Linked DNA regions of Oryza sativa: region 2 is linked to region 1. A link is a contact called in public ChIA-PET data. All regions are on one chromosome and are shown on one strand. Each heading gives the region's core, a stretch centred on a gene start, on an enhancer-like site or on the middle of the called end of the contact. The rest is flanking DNA. Distances are from core to core; before and after follow the strand shown. Region 1 holds the start of LOC4324047. Region 2 holds the start of LOC4324049 (ATP-dependent Clp protease proteolytic subunit 3, chloroplastic).

Region 1 (6,745 bases), core at 2,673-5,172:
CTTCCCCAAATCAGCACAGCAGCAGCAAATACAGCAGCAACAGCAAGCCAAGCGCCCACTTCACCTTCTCAAGTAGCAGCAGCACCAACACCTCAGCAGCAGCAGCAACAACCTGCTCCTCTGCCACACGCCGTCACCAGCTAGCCCTCCGCACGCGTCGTCGCCGTTGGTGCTCCCTGCCATCGACACCGTCGCTTCCTCACTCCACGTCCCGCCTTAGCAGCGCTGCCATCCTGCGCCGGCACAGCGCCTCTTCCTGCCACGGCCACCAACCGTCTCCGCCGCGTGCGGCCACGCTGGCCTCGCGCGTGTGTCGTCGCGCCGCGCCAACCTCGCCTCGGCCCGCGCCGCGCCGCTGCGACCTCGCCAGCTAGGGTTCAACCTCCCCAGTCGCCGGCGACCCGCTCTGATACCATATTGTTCAATTTGGGGAATTTTTCTAGGGTTTGCCTACTCAGCTCACCCCTTCCTCATCTATTCTATTAGTATAACACTTTACAGATAGGTCCTTGGTACAATACATATTTACACCAACAATTTCTGTCTCCTCCATTAGTTGGGAATGAATAGTCTACACACGTCACTGTTTAGTAGCGCAACATATCAGCTAATAGTGGGAGTAGCTGGCAGATTCACCAATTTTATGGCCTCACATATCAGTTGGTAGGTGGTGGCAGATTCACCCTCACTAGATTCACCATTATACTTAATATATTTGTCTAGTTTGAAAACTGCTTGTGAAGCTTTTGCAATCATAAAAGTTTAATCTACTTCGGCATTTAATGATTCTTTTAGCCACACACCATCAGGTGATTTTAGCTTCCTGACATGTAATAGTTTCTTGCTTGTTTGCAGGTGGTCAGTAAACGGGGCCCTACAGTCACCAAGATTTCTGGAATGACTATCCTGGATAATGATGCGGTTAATGCTGTATCTGTGCTACTAACAACTGCGGTTACAGCTTATGCGTGCATTCGCATCTTTTGAAGATCTTTTTACTCAAGTTTCTTCCAAACACCCAATTCCATTCAAAGGTGTCAAGGCATGGCCCCAAGACAATGAAATGATGGATTAGGCATTTTGGCTGCTTGATGAGAAAGATTCAATTCACTCAACGTTGTTCACTACTCCAAGAAAAACATTGTTTGGTTGGTTGGTGCTACCGCAAGCTGAAAAGTGTCAGTTGTCTAAGCATATACAGTTACCCTACTTAATGTGAAAGTGATAAGCTGGATAGTCCTGACTCCTGAACCCTATTTTCTGCTGAGCTAAGGATTGTGGACTTTCGTCGTGTGGATGATGGCTGTTGTTATTTCTGTACTGACCTAAGGATTTGTTGACTTAGCTGTGTGAGTTTTTCCATACAAAGCTGTTTGGGACAAAGGAAAGCTGCTGCTGATTTCCTTTGGAAATGGTGCAAATCCTCCATTTTAATGAGAAATAAAGCATCCAGTGTCTATGTGTCTCTCCTACGTTTTTCTTCTGGTCCAAACAACCCAAATTTTAGCAGTCCTGTGTTTTATCACTTTACAGTATATCATACTCCCGTGTTTTTACCTATGTGTTCTGTATTCCTTTCTTCCAAACAGCCTTAAGTTTTTCTACCCACTATCAGCAGTGTTTTGGTCCATGAGAGCTCAGGAATTAATCTGGCTACAGTACAAAAAGAGCTTTATTACTGAAGAGTAAATTCCCTATTATACCCTTGAAAACCCACTCAATCCTTCTCATACCTTGAAATTTACCCAATCCCTCCTATACCCCCAAATTTTAATTTGATCTCTTCAATTTGATCTCAAATTTCGGGGGTATAGAAGAGATCGGGTAAAATTTTAGGGTATAGAAAAGGTCGGGTAAATTTCCGAAACCGCGACTTAAGCCACCACCATTCACATGCATCACCGATGCAAAGTCCCAAGCCAGTGCCAGTGGTTACGTCAGCGGCGTGTTCAATGTCTCCATTGATGTTATTGTTGTCATTGGTGGGTGTCTCCGGTTCCCACATCAGAAACAACCTTCTACATACATCTCCTTATGAGGCGCACCCTTGGCTATGCTGCCCAATTGTGCTGAGGCAGTAGGTCTTCGATCCTTCTGTGCGACGGCCAGCCAGATAATGTTGTCATGACCGCGAGCTTAGGGGGTGTTTGGGAGAGAGGGGCTAAAGTTTAGCCCCTCTCTCATATGTTTTTGAGAGAGGGGCTAAACTTTAGCCCCTCTCTCCCAAACACCCCCTTAACGTCGCTGCTGCCCTCGTGTTTCTCTATCAAGTACGTACGCGTCATTGTGGGGGTGTAGGGTCCTCAGTGGCGTGCGCCACAGAGGACACGCACGCCGATGCCATCGCTGTCGTCCTCTAGGCGGGCTACCGCCGACACCTTCATTACACACTGGTTGGCTAGTGTAGGGAGAAGGTGGCTAGTGCGTTCCACGAGGCGCACGACTGCCTCTTCCTCTGGGTGGACGTCGCACCGGACCAGATGCGCTATGCAGTGGTACATATACGCAATGGTGCACGTGGACGACATGTTGTGGTGCAGGTTGGTGGGCGAGGCGCACGCCGTGTTCAACGCCGGTCGGGGCAGCCTACCAGAGATGCACGAGTACCCGCTTGGCTAGCGTGATGGTGCTGGAGATGGTGATGCTGAGGTTGCGGACATGCTAGAGCGCACGGTGCGCGACGTCAAGGCCAACACTTACGGCTAGCGTGCGCTCCATCAAGGCCAATACTTATGGCTGGCTGTTGTGCAGCAGCGCAGGTGGCGAAGAGCCCAAGACACGTCGACTCCCTTAATGTAGGTAGATGCAGTTGCAGTGTTAATTAGTGGTGTACGGCGTAAAAGGAGATCAATTTTTTGATGTGTTTACACCTTTTTTGACTTGAAAGTTAAAATCAATCGTAACTCCCAGCCATCTTTTGAAGTGTTTTCCCTGTACTGCTTATTGCATTGCAATGTTGCCACTTCTCTTTGTAACAGGACATAAATCTTTTTTTTTTCTGAAAAAAAGAACGGAAGCCTGCCATTAGTGTAAGAGAAAATTTCAAGCAATAATACAGCACAGAACATGATAATATTGTAAATTTCTTGATTATCCAACTATTAGCACAGGATGGCCTAATTTCATAGTATACGTCGTATTATATCCTGAACATCGATCGCTATTGACGACCATGTTGGTAATGGTGGATAACCAAACCAAATTGCACTTCCACCGGTTTACTGTACCCGTGGTGGTTGGATAATGCAGAGTCACAGGGTGATCTAGAGGTTAATTGTGTTTTTTTTATCTCCATCTAAGTAAGAAAATTTGAAACAAACGGTCTAATCTTTTCATTTATAATTATACTTATCAGCGAAAATTAGAATTTTCAACCTTAAATTTGGAGTCCATATTAAGGTTTTTTCATCGAAGTTTATTTTTCAGCCTTTGCTTTTAGATCATTACGAACACGTATATAAAAGTTTTATTTGTAAATTTTTTTCGTTTGTAAATATACCGTTTGGTTTATTCCCGGACCCAATAAACCATCCGATGGCCTCCTTTGACGCTCTAAAGTCATGTAATGAATATGTTTTTCTCCTACATTCAAGCGCGAAATGTTTAAGGAGAAAAGAAAATTTTGAAAATGTGTTTGTTTAGATTTATTAAAAAAAAGATGAGTTTGTTTAGATTTATTAAAAAAATAAAAACATGAGTTTGTTTAGAGTTTTGTTAAATTTCTCAATTGATTCATAATTCTTTATTAGCATCAATAGAAAATGAGCTTCAACTTCAAATTAGTAAACGAAAAGTTTCTGAGTTGGGAAACGTCTCTTAATCGGCTTCCAGTAATTACGGGCGACTTGAGGGGGTTAGATGAAATTTGTGTAAGAAAACTTGAGGGGGAACAAATTAGGGCCCTCCTTGCGATTTCGAGGTTAGGGTCGGGGTCGATCCGTCGCGGGGGACCATCTCTCGGCATCGATCGATCGCCGCCGGTGTCGGCGGCGAGGGGCGGCGCGGGGATGGCGAGCGGCAACAGCGGCGAGCCGAGCACGGCGCCGCAGCCGAATCGGTGGTACGAGCTCCGGCTGGGCTCCTCCTGCCGCGACCCCTCCCCCACCGCCAAGTTCTGCACGCTCCGCTGTACGCCCCCCAAATCCCCTTCCTCCTTCCCTCCCTGATACTCGTGAGGCGCATATGCGTAGCGCACGCGGCCGGAGCACAGGTTCCTCTTCGCTGGTAATTCTCGCGCCCTTCGGTGGTGCGATGGGGGGGGGGGGGATTTGGCGATAGTATGCTTTTAGTGATGCGTCCGTGTCCAATTGGAGTTCTGGAATTCATCGAGCTGGTGGCAAAGCACTCCCTGTTTAGCGGCGTTGGGGTCGTGAACACGGCATGATGCTCTTATTTGGACATGCGTGACTCATCATCGGTGCATATTTGACATTTGTGACTTTTCATCAGCCACAATTGGTGGGATTACCACATGTCAGTTGTCTTTGTTCTTCTGAATATGTTTCCTTTGGTTGATCAGGTAGCATTTGCTTTATCTCTAAAGTAGTAAAATTTTGGTTTGTTGGAGACAGCAAAATAATTGTTAGGAAGGGTTGAACTCGCATATATATTTTTGGGGTCTGTAGCATTGATTCCATGGTTCCTTGGTTTGGTGAATCGGGTGCTCTTGGTATTGTGATGCATAGTTTCTGTGCTCTCTTGCTCTCCTTTTATATGGCCAACGATTCACTATCTCATAAGCTTTTCCCTCTTGATGGTTATGTGACATGTTTCAATTTTTTTTTCATTGGGCCAAAACAAGTCATTGGTAATAAAGGAATCAAAATTGATGCTCCCAAAACTGATTAAATAGTTAATTTTCTCTCCCTCTCGTGGTTTGAAAAAGGTTACCACGATCATGTAGGGCATGCCTGTCCTGGGTACTCTTCATGAATGAATTAGCATAACAATTTGCTGAAATCCAATGAGTCACCACTTCGTTGGTTGCTGTCTAGCTTTCCCTTCCATTTTAAGTCCATTATTGGATTATGAAGTTTGAAATAACCATTTTTCTTTTGCCTGAAAACTATTTCTACAAATATCTCTAATGTGTTGATCCTTATTCTTTTATATTATAAATACATATCAGGCTATGTCGTGTTGAACCCTTTTCTTATATTTGTGTTGACAGATGAATTTAAGCCAGCATCAATTGATAAGACTCAAGCTGGGTCTCTGCAGAAGACCAAAGATAACAGGGTTACTGTGGAATTCCACAACAATCAGCCTGGCAAGCCAAAGGTGACATTTGAAGGAAGCCAAGAAGAGTACAAGGATAATGATGGTGTCTTGTTTTTTGATGGTGAAACCTTTCGTCTGGAGCGGTTGCATCGGGCTGTCAAGAGATTAAGGCATGTCCGAGTTCCAGGAGAGTCTTCGGCAGCCACTTCGGCTACTACTGGAATGGGCGAATCACATTCCCCTCCATTACCGAAAGTTGGAAAGTCACCGGCCATGAGTAAACCTGCTGTACACTCAGTTCCTGTAAGTTCTTTCAGCATTTTAGATGCCCTAGATAAATTTTGATACATTGTTATATAATTTGTTACGACCTTAGGTATTGGAGGAAAAAAAGTGATAACGTTGAATAACCGGTATGAGACAATATATGATGCACACTATTTAGACTGACAAACACAAAACATTTGCCAAGAGATTTTTGTTATCTGGGAGACTGGAACCACTCATATATAGGCCCTTCAGTAATATTTATCGGTAGCATATTAAACAATTCGGGCTTTTTGGAATGTTGTAGACCATATTACCTGATTGTCTTCATGTAGAAAGTATAAAACATTATATATGTGCCACAATAAAATTTCATGTTTGTCTAAATTCAAGCCTAGCCAGTTCATAAGCTCTTTTGAATCTAACATCTCTCAGACCCGTAAGCATCCACAGGATTATGTTATATTTGTGATATGGTAAAGTGATTAATATTTGAATTTCATAGTATGTTTTAGGTTATTAGTATTTAATGGTTTATGAAAACATTAGTCTTTGAGCATCTGATTGAAAAGTGAATATTGTTAATTTTTATTCTTCATAATTTATATTTCAGAAGGCCAAACATTGGATAGTGAGTAGAAATTTCCTTTACACAACTTTTATGCCAGAATACAGTATGGTTAGCTCTGACTACCGATGAAAGTTTTTTTTTTTTGCCAAAATATGGTAGCAAGTTCTGTTCCTTTTCTTTGAATATGGAAATTTGATGGCTTGATACAATGGACCATATTCAATTATCCTAATTAACTTCGTATCACATGACAATTGGACTGGGCCAGGGATTGTTTTCCTATCATGTTAATGCTTTTCTTTTTATCAAAGAAAACTTTATACAGTCCTTGCTAAGTTCCTCGTTTCAGTTCCTGGATCCATTAACCCCAAGCTTTTGTGACATAGTATCATTATCCCTGATGGGGATTTTGTCAGGGCCCTTGCCTGTTCAATGCAAGTGTTCGGATGGGAGCTTTTGTAACATAGTATCATTATCATGCAACTGTGCCATTGCTACTGAATATACTGCTATATTTTGGGTATCAAAGTGATTTCAGCTTTTAGTGAGCTCAAAGTAGAGATACAATCTCTGAACATTTGATTTGCATGAGAGATGCATCCTTGTCCCAATCTAAAATGTACTTTACATACTTTCTAAGACTTGGATATAGGCTCATAAGTTTGTTATATTTCTCATATCATTCCC
Region 2 (6,993 bases), core at 4,419-6,918, 38 kb after region 1:
ATGGATGACAGCAACGGCAAACTTTGCCTTTGGCCTTAATGGCAGAGGATGTGAACCCGCCATCCAGGCACCAGCAGGAAGGATATCATGTTTTTCCCAACTCAGCCATTTAATTTGAAGGCTCAGTGGTTCTCCCAATCGTTTAGTGTAACCTTCAAGCATCAATACGAGGCGACCATACCAACAAAATAAGAAGAAAAACCTGGCATCCATCCTAACCATACAAAATCAGCCAGCCAGTGAGTGCCAGCCACACTGTACGTATAAATGATCCATCCTCTCCTCTTCTTCTTATTCCTTTTTCCTTTTTTTTAAATTTTTTTTTGCTTACAAAGGGTGAAACTTTCTCTCTCTATATAAATGGTCCTTCCCGGCTTCCCCCACAATTCTGCACCCACGAGCTATACCAAGTACTCTCTTTCTCACTCGATTGATTCAAGCAGCAAATAATTAGCCTAGCTTACTCTTTCCATAGCTAGCTAGCTTGTTGCGAGCAAGATCAGGTTGCCGGTGCAGTAACAGAGAGCAACCATGGGTGTATTGGACAGCCTCTCTGATATGTGCAGCCTGACAGAGACCAAGGAAGCCCTCAAGCTAAGGAAGAAGCGGCCACTGCAGGTGTTTTAATTTTCTCGATCTTGATCGATTTATATATACTACATGCATGCATGTTTGCTCAAATTTCGTTGGCTAATTAAGCACAGAGATAAATTAATTTGTGAAGTTCTTGTGCTTCTTCATTAATTAATTTGGTGATGTGTTTTTGCTTATACAATATGTGTGTGTAGACGGTGAACATCAAGGTGAAGATGGACTGCGAGGGGTGCGAGAGGAGGGTGAAGAACGCGGTGAAGTCGATGCGAGGGGTGACGAGCGTGGCGGTGAACCCGAAGCAGAGCCGGTGCACGGTGACCGGGTACGTGGAGGCGAGCAAGGTGCTGGAGCGCGTGAAGAGCACCGGGAAGGCGGCGGAGATGTGGCCCTACGTCCCGTACACCATGACCACCTACCCGTACGTCGGCGGCGCCTACGACAAGAAGGCCCCCGCCGGCTTCGTCCGCGGCAACCCCGCCGCCATGGCCGACCCCTCCGCCCCCGAGGTCCGCTACATGACCATGTTCAGCGACGAGAACGTCGACTCCTGCTCCATCATGTAAAACCAATAATCCATATATATACTACAACTCCGGCGACTTCTCCGGCCGGCCGGCAACATGCTTGCTTAATTAGCTAGCTTGCTTGGTTGATGTGTACTACTGCGTTAAGCCTGCATAGAGATGAGGTGTCTAGCTACTGTGTATATTATGGCCATATGTTATGTAGTACTACGTGCTTTGTTTTGGATTATTACTAAAATAGTTGCATAAAGAGAGTGAAAGCTAGAGCTGTGGCTACGTGTTCTGAATTGTGATTACGTGTACGAACTAGAAACGACACGTCTGTTGTCGATTGAATTGGTCTTTTTTGGAGCGGTAGCTAGGCCGGGTGAAGGGGCGGGGTTAATCAATCAATTGTTTGGTTGAACCGCTAGGTAAGCTCTCTATGATGATATGAATAAAAAATCCCTGTCAGTGTCATGTACTGTGTGGCCTTCTACCTAATCACATCTTTTGTCTAGTTTGGAACGGGAACATCTCATCTTATCTTTTTGAGCACGGGAAAATGGCCCCTGTTCTAAAATTATTGTTGCATCAACACGACCAGCTAACTCCATGTACATATTAACCCGTACAGATTTGCTCCGGTCTAGTAAAAAATATTTCAATGTACCAGTACTTCACGGTACTAAATCATTTCGGATCGTTTGATCTAACTGGGCAGGATGGACACTGTGAGATCCAACGATCGGAAACAATTTTGTTGCATTTTTTGTTGGACCGGAGCAAATCTTTAACTCGTAAGCTGTAGACAGATAAGACCAATTTGCCCATATCAGCAAGAAAGGATTGATTTTTTTATTTTGACAAATTTTGCTATAGGACATCGCGACTTTGTGGTTTTAGCTATAGTACAACACACAAATGTCACTTTTAGAGGAGCACACTAGAAATGTAGTTATTTGTCATGAGACACCATGCCCATTAAATTAATATTTTCATGCTAACGAGGCAAGAGGGGTCCACTTTTTTACATGGCATGATCAAAATTACCCATGTATGTTTTGCTTAGGCTAGCTGCATGTGGCTCATGTTCTCTTCCTCCTCATCCTCTTCCTTTCTCCTCCTCTCTTTTCTCTCTTCCCCCGACAACAAACAAACACCATTGTTCAATCTTGAGTAAAAATATTACACATAATTGATGAATTGGTAAAATTACATACAATTGATGAATTTGGAGTAAAAAATGCATTAAAAGGAAAAAAACAGCATAAGGGTAGCAATGAGCAATGTGCCGTCCACGACAATGGCGCGAGCAAATGTGACGATGGTGGCAACGGATGAGAGCAACTGATCTGGAGTCGGGGACGGCCCATGCGAGCAGATTTCTTCGGATTGGGCGTTGGGCACAGCCATTGCGATTCGCTGGCGTTAGATCGGGTGCACATTCGTCGACGTTGGGTCGGGCATGTTGTGAACATATCTGATTACGGCGTCGCATGGGACCATCCGAGTCGGTGATGTCGATGGCGAGCCGAGTGGATCGGGGTGATGGTGACTTGGGGAGGGCCATCTAGTGGAGAGACACACGATGCCGTCCTAAGACCTTGTCATCACAGTGCGCCACCTCTATCATCACCGTGCACTCTGCCTGCTGGTCACGCCACCGCTCACGGCTCGCACGCCTCGCCGGAGAAGAGAGAAAAGAGAAAGGAAGGAGAGAGAGAGATAAGGAAGTGAAAGCTGAAGATGTAGTCTAATGAGGGAGTGAATAGGTTTTCCTTAAAAACACTAAAAATAATCGCAACGGTTAAATTTAAACAGGGCCCAAAACTTTCTGGTGATGAACACCGAAACTTTCTGGTAGCTCAAGGTAGCCCGGAACTTTTAAAGTTCAAAGGGTAACTATGAAAACATAGAAACAACTCCAAATCAAAAAGAACTTTAGGCCCTATTCAACCAATATGATTCACAGTAGACTAGAGGAGTATATAGAACATAAGGGCAAGCACAGAGCATTCACAAAAGAGACAGAATTTTTTTTCCCCAAGTTCGAATCACACGGATCCTACTCGCCGTTGAGATTAACACCTTGCCTCACTTGTGCAAAGATCAAAGAAGAGGACCACAACCTTCAATCTAACACTCCTAGGTCCTTCTCTATAAGTCGAGTGACCACCAAGATCCAACAGAACCTTCTAGAGATAACTAAAAGTGAGGATTGCTCTACTAGGGCTACCTCTGAGACCTCAGCACAACTTTTTTTACTCACTTACCTCGTTCCCTTGTGGAGGTGAGGAATACTTTCACAAACTTGCCCGGGTCAATTCACAACCTTGACGGAAACTTGTGGGTGACACCAACCGTCTATGAGATCACTCTCCATGAGTAACAAGCTTCAAATGACAACCCACAATTATAATAATTTGTTTAATGATAAATATATAATAACATCAATTTTACATGATAGATCATTTTTATTTTTTTCTATTAATAGTCAAAGTTAAAAATGTTTGACTTGACACTATTCTAAAAATGTTTGAGCAATTAAAACGAGTCTGTATATAAATTAAAAAATTTACATTTAGACCCCTTAACGCTATATGGAAGGGTGATTTTTTCCTCTAGATATTTAATTTGTCAAACAAAAATTATATTTTTAATATTTTAATAAAAAAGAAAAATTTTAAAAATCCCAAGTATGATTATCGTTTGGATGGGCCTCAACCCCAATGGCCCAATCCATTGGTGTGGACCGGATTTTGAGCCTGCGACAGTGTTTTAGCAATGGAAAAAGTACACCCAAGGTCCCTCAACTTGTTATCGAGATACAAAATCATCCTCAAACCGCAAAACCAGATATCCCGCGTCTCTTAACTAATAAAAACCGATCACAAAAGATCCGTCAACGGTTTTGACTCCGGTTTCAGTCTACGTGACGGCTGAGTCAGTGTGGGACCCACGTGGTCCCCACATGTCAGCGTAATCCACGTCATCACCCTCCTCTTTCTCCTCTTCTCTCTTTCTGGGCGAGGCAAAGCGGCGGGAGGCCAGCAAGCGAGGCGGGAGAGAGGAGGGTGGCGCTCGGTGGCCGGTGACGCGACGGTGGCCGGCGCCCGGAGGCGGTAGCTGCAGCTGGGAAACACGGCGACGAGGGAGAAGGGGAGCACGGCGGCAGCCTCGATTCGTTCCGACTCCCTCCAATAGCCCCTTTTCCTTTGCCTCCAAATCCAACCCCCCGTCTCCCTCTTCTCCGGCGCGGCGGCGACGATGACGACACCAGAGGTGCCGACGCTCCCTCGTCTCACCAAAAGGTAACCCCCAGCCATCCCTCTCTTCCTCCCTCCTGCTTTCGTTTTGAATGAAAAAACACGATCGGTCTGCAAGCCATGGCGAACCTGGGCAGCGGCGCCGAAGCGCACGCGCGTCTTCTCGCTCACCGACTACGTCCTTGTTTAAGGTGGAAAATAACGTCTACGAGGTCGGTGCCGCGCCGCACACCGCGTGTCCGCCGTTGCGATACGCTGGAGCGACCTCCTCCGATTTTCCTGCAGATAAGAAGCAATAGATAGAGATAAACTTGATTTGTTAGTTCGTTTTGTTGCTGTGCCATAGTCCGGTGACAATAATTTAACTTGTTCCTATGTTGCCGGGTTTGGAACTGCCTTTTCCTCCGCACGCATGACCAGCAGAAGTCGTTCAGATAAATCAAAACCCCAGCTTATCTCTTTAATTTGATCGATAAGCAAGCTTATTTAGCTGATAAATCAAAACCGTGGATATGCATAATACGTCGTGATCGTGTCATTCACGGATATGGGCTAAGTCTAGGAGCATGCGCCTTCGCGCTTGCGGCCTCAGCAACGGCAGGCGAGAGCAGTGGCGGCAGAGCGTCGCCAGTCGCTAGTCACCACCGTCGTGTCGCCTGTCGCCGGCCACCGACGCCCTCGTCCTCTCCCACCTCTCCCCGCCGAAGGCAGTAGCCGCCGCCGAAGGCAGTAGCCGCCGCCGTCCTCCCTAGTTGACTAGTGCCTACCCAGACGAGAAGAGTGAGAGAGAGAGGAGAAAAGGAGAGGAGGGGAGAGGGTATGACGTGGCCAGCTGACATGTGGGGCCCATGTGGGTCCCATGCTGACTCAGCTATCACGTCGGACAAAACCGGGTTGAAAACCACCAAGGGACCTCGGGTGACCGGTTTTATATAGTTGAGGGATCCCGCATATCTAGTTTTACGGTTCGTATCCCGATGACAAGTTGAGGGACCTTAGGGGATAGAGTTGTCTCATTTCTCACTGCACTGTACTCCCTCCATACTCATAAAGGAAGTCGTTTAGGACAGCGACACGATCTCCAAAACACAACTTTGACTTCTTATTTCTATAAAAATATTTATTGAAAAGTGATATATGTATACTTTTATGAAAGTATTTTTCAATACAAATCTATACATATAATTTTTATATTTTTAAACTCAACAACAACTTGATAGTTATTAACGTTTGACTTAAACATTGTCACTTTTATGAGTATGGAGTAGTACAAGTCTTGCGAGCCGCTGGCATCTGGGCCCCATCTTCTCGTCCCCAATCTGTTCCTTCTCCAAACCCCTGCGCAGGATAACACACACTAGCAGGCAGCAGCAGCAGAAGCAGCCGCGAGCCAAGAAATGGAGGCAGCGGCAGCCATGGCGGCCCTCCCCGCTTCTCCCTGCTCATCCTCCTCGTCCCCGTCGTCCCTTTTCCTCGCTCCCAACCCGTGCTGCTGGAAGGCGGCGCCAAGAGCTACGGTCCGCGCATCGGCGTCGGCGGCACGGCGGACGCTCTCCTCCGCGTGGGAACTTCCCGGGCCGTCGGCGGCTCGGCCTGCGGCAAGGAAGCCGCGCCTCGAGGAGCTGGACACCACCAACATGCTCCTTCGCCAGCGCATCGTCTTCCTCGGCTCCCCGGTTAGCCTTTTCTTCTTCCCCCCCCCAAATCGCACTGTGTGTGTTGTTATTACCCATTAAGCAGTTCTTGTTCAATTATTAATATCGAAATGTTTGCGAATTTTATGGTGTGAAAAAAGTTAAGTGTAATTTCCTCGCCATTTTTTTTTAAAAAAAACGAAATGCACTAGTTTAGGAATAAGAAAGATTTGCAATTCAATTATGTCAACCAAAATGTAGCCCAATATGTTCTTTGGTATGCCCATTGTCACATATTTGTTTCCTTGAGGATTATGGCTTCTTATATGCGTGTGGTAAAAGTGTATTGACTTATATAAACTTATGTTGTCTCAAACTTATGTAGTTTGCAAAGAACTAGAAGCATTTTAGTAACACTTAATGGGCATCCAAGATTTTATATGGCATGCTATGATCACCCTCTAGTATACATTATGTGATATTCTGTTGTTGCTGTTGTCCAAATTGTTCTAGTTGTTCCCATCTTGATTTTTTTTTTCTTAATACTTTTTCTAGCTCAGAATGTGCATAAGATATGTAAATGGGATATATTTTGTTTCCTTTTTGCCAACCTTGTGAATCAAGAATCTTTCATGCTGAGAATTACATTTACATGAGTGCTGTTTGTTGAATGATTAGATGTCACCTTGGTAATGTTGCATCTTCTTGAACAAACTAAGGCTGTGTTTGGATACTGGGGTTGGAAACCCATCTCCCCGCACGGAAAACGGAGCGGTTCATTAGCGCGTGATTAATTAAGTATTAGCTATTTTTTTTTAAATGGATTAATTTGAATTTTTTTAAGCAACTTTCGTATAGAAATTTTTTTGCAAAAAACGCACCGTTTAGCATTTTGAAAAGCGTGTGCGCGGAAAACGAGGGAGAGTGGTTGGGAACTTGGAGCTCCGAACACAGCCTAAATGCTTGAGATGGTTAGGGTCAGAATCAAACTCT

The links. ChIA-PET counts read pairs in DNA pulled down with a chosen protein or histone mark.
Region 2: a contact with region 1 is called in an H3K27ac ChIA-PET map of leaf, with 7 times the contacts expected there. The contact joins the promoter of LOC4324049 here to the promoter of LOC4324047 in region 1. A contact is called at or near these places in 2 of 15 Hi-C or Micro-C datasets (leaf mesophyll and an unstated tissue) and 3 of 4 datasets of contacts at active chromatin or transcription factors (leaf and seedling).

The regions. Positions count from the first base shown.
Region 1 is chr1:18,270,987-18,277,731 of ASM3414082v1, forward strand. LOC4324047 reads left to right here and starts at 3,923. Exons shown (of 4, transcript XM_015760857.3): 1 at 3,923-4,128; 2 at 5,171-5,523. The coding sequence starts at 4,008. LOC4324045 (protein PGR) reads left to right here. Exons shown (of 4, transcript XM_015760864.2): 4 at 856-1,465. The coding sequence ends at 987.
Region 2 is chr1:18,306,756-18,313,748 of ASM3414082v1, forward strand. It overlaps LOC4324049 (ATP-dependent Clp protease proteolytic subunit 3, chloroplastic), which reads left to right and starts at 5,669. Exons shown (of 6, transcript XM_015766896.3): 1 at 5,669-6,042. The coding sequence starts at 5,764. It overlaps LOC4324048 (heavy metal-associated isoprenylated plant protein 20), which reads left to right and starts at 72. Exons shown (of 3, transcript XM_015766755.3): 1 at 72-257; 2 at 336-618; 3 at 789-1,601. The coding sequence starts at 532. The coding sequence ends at 1,157.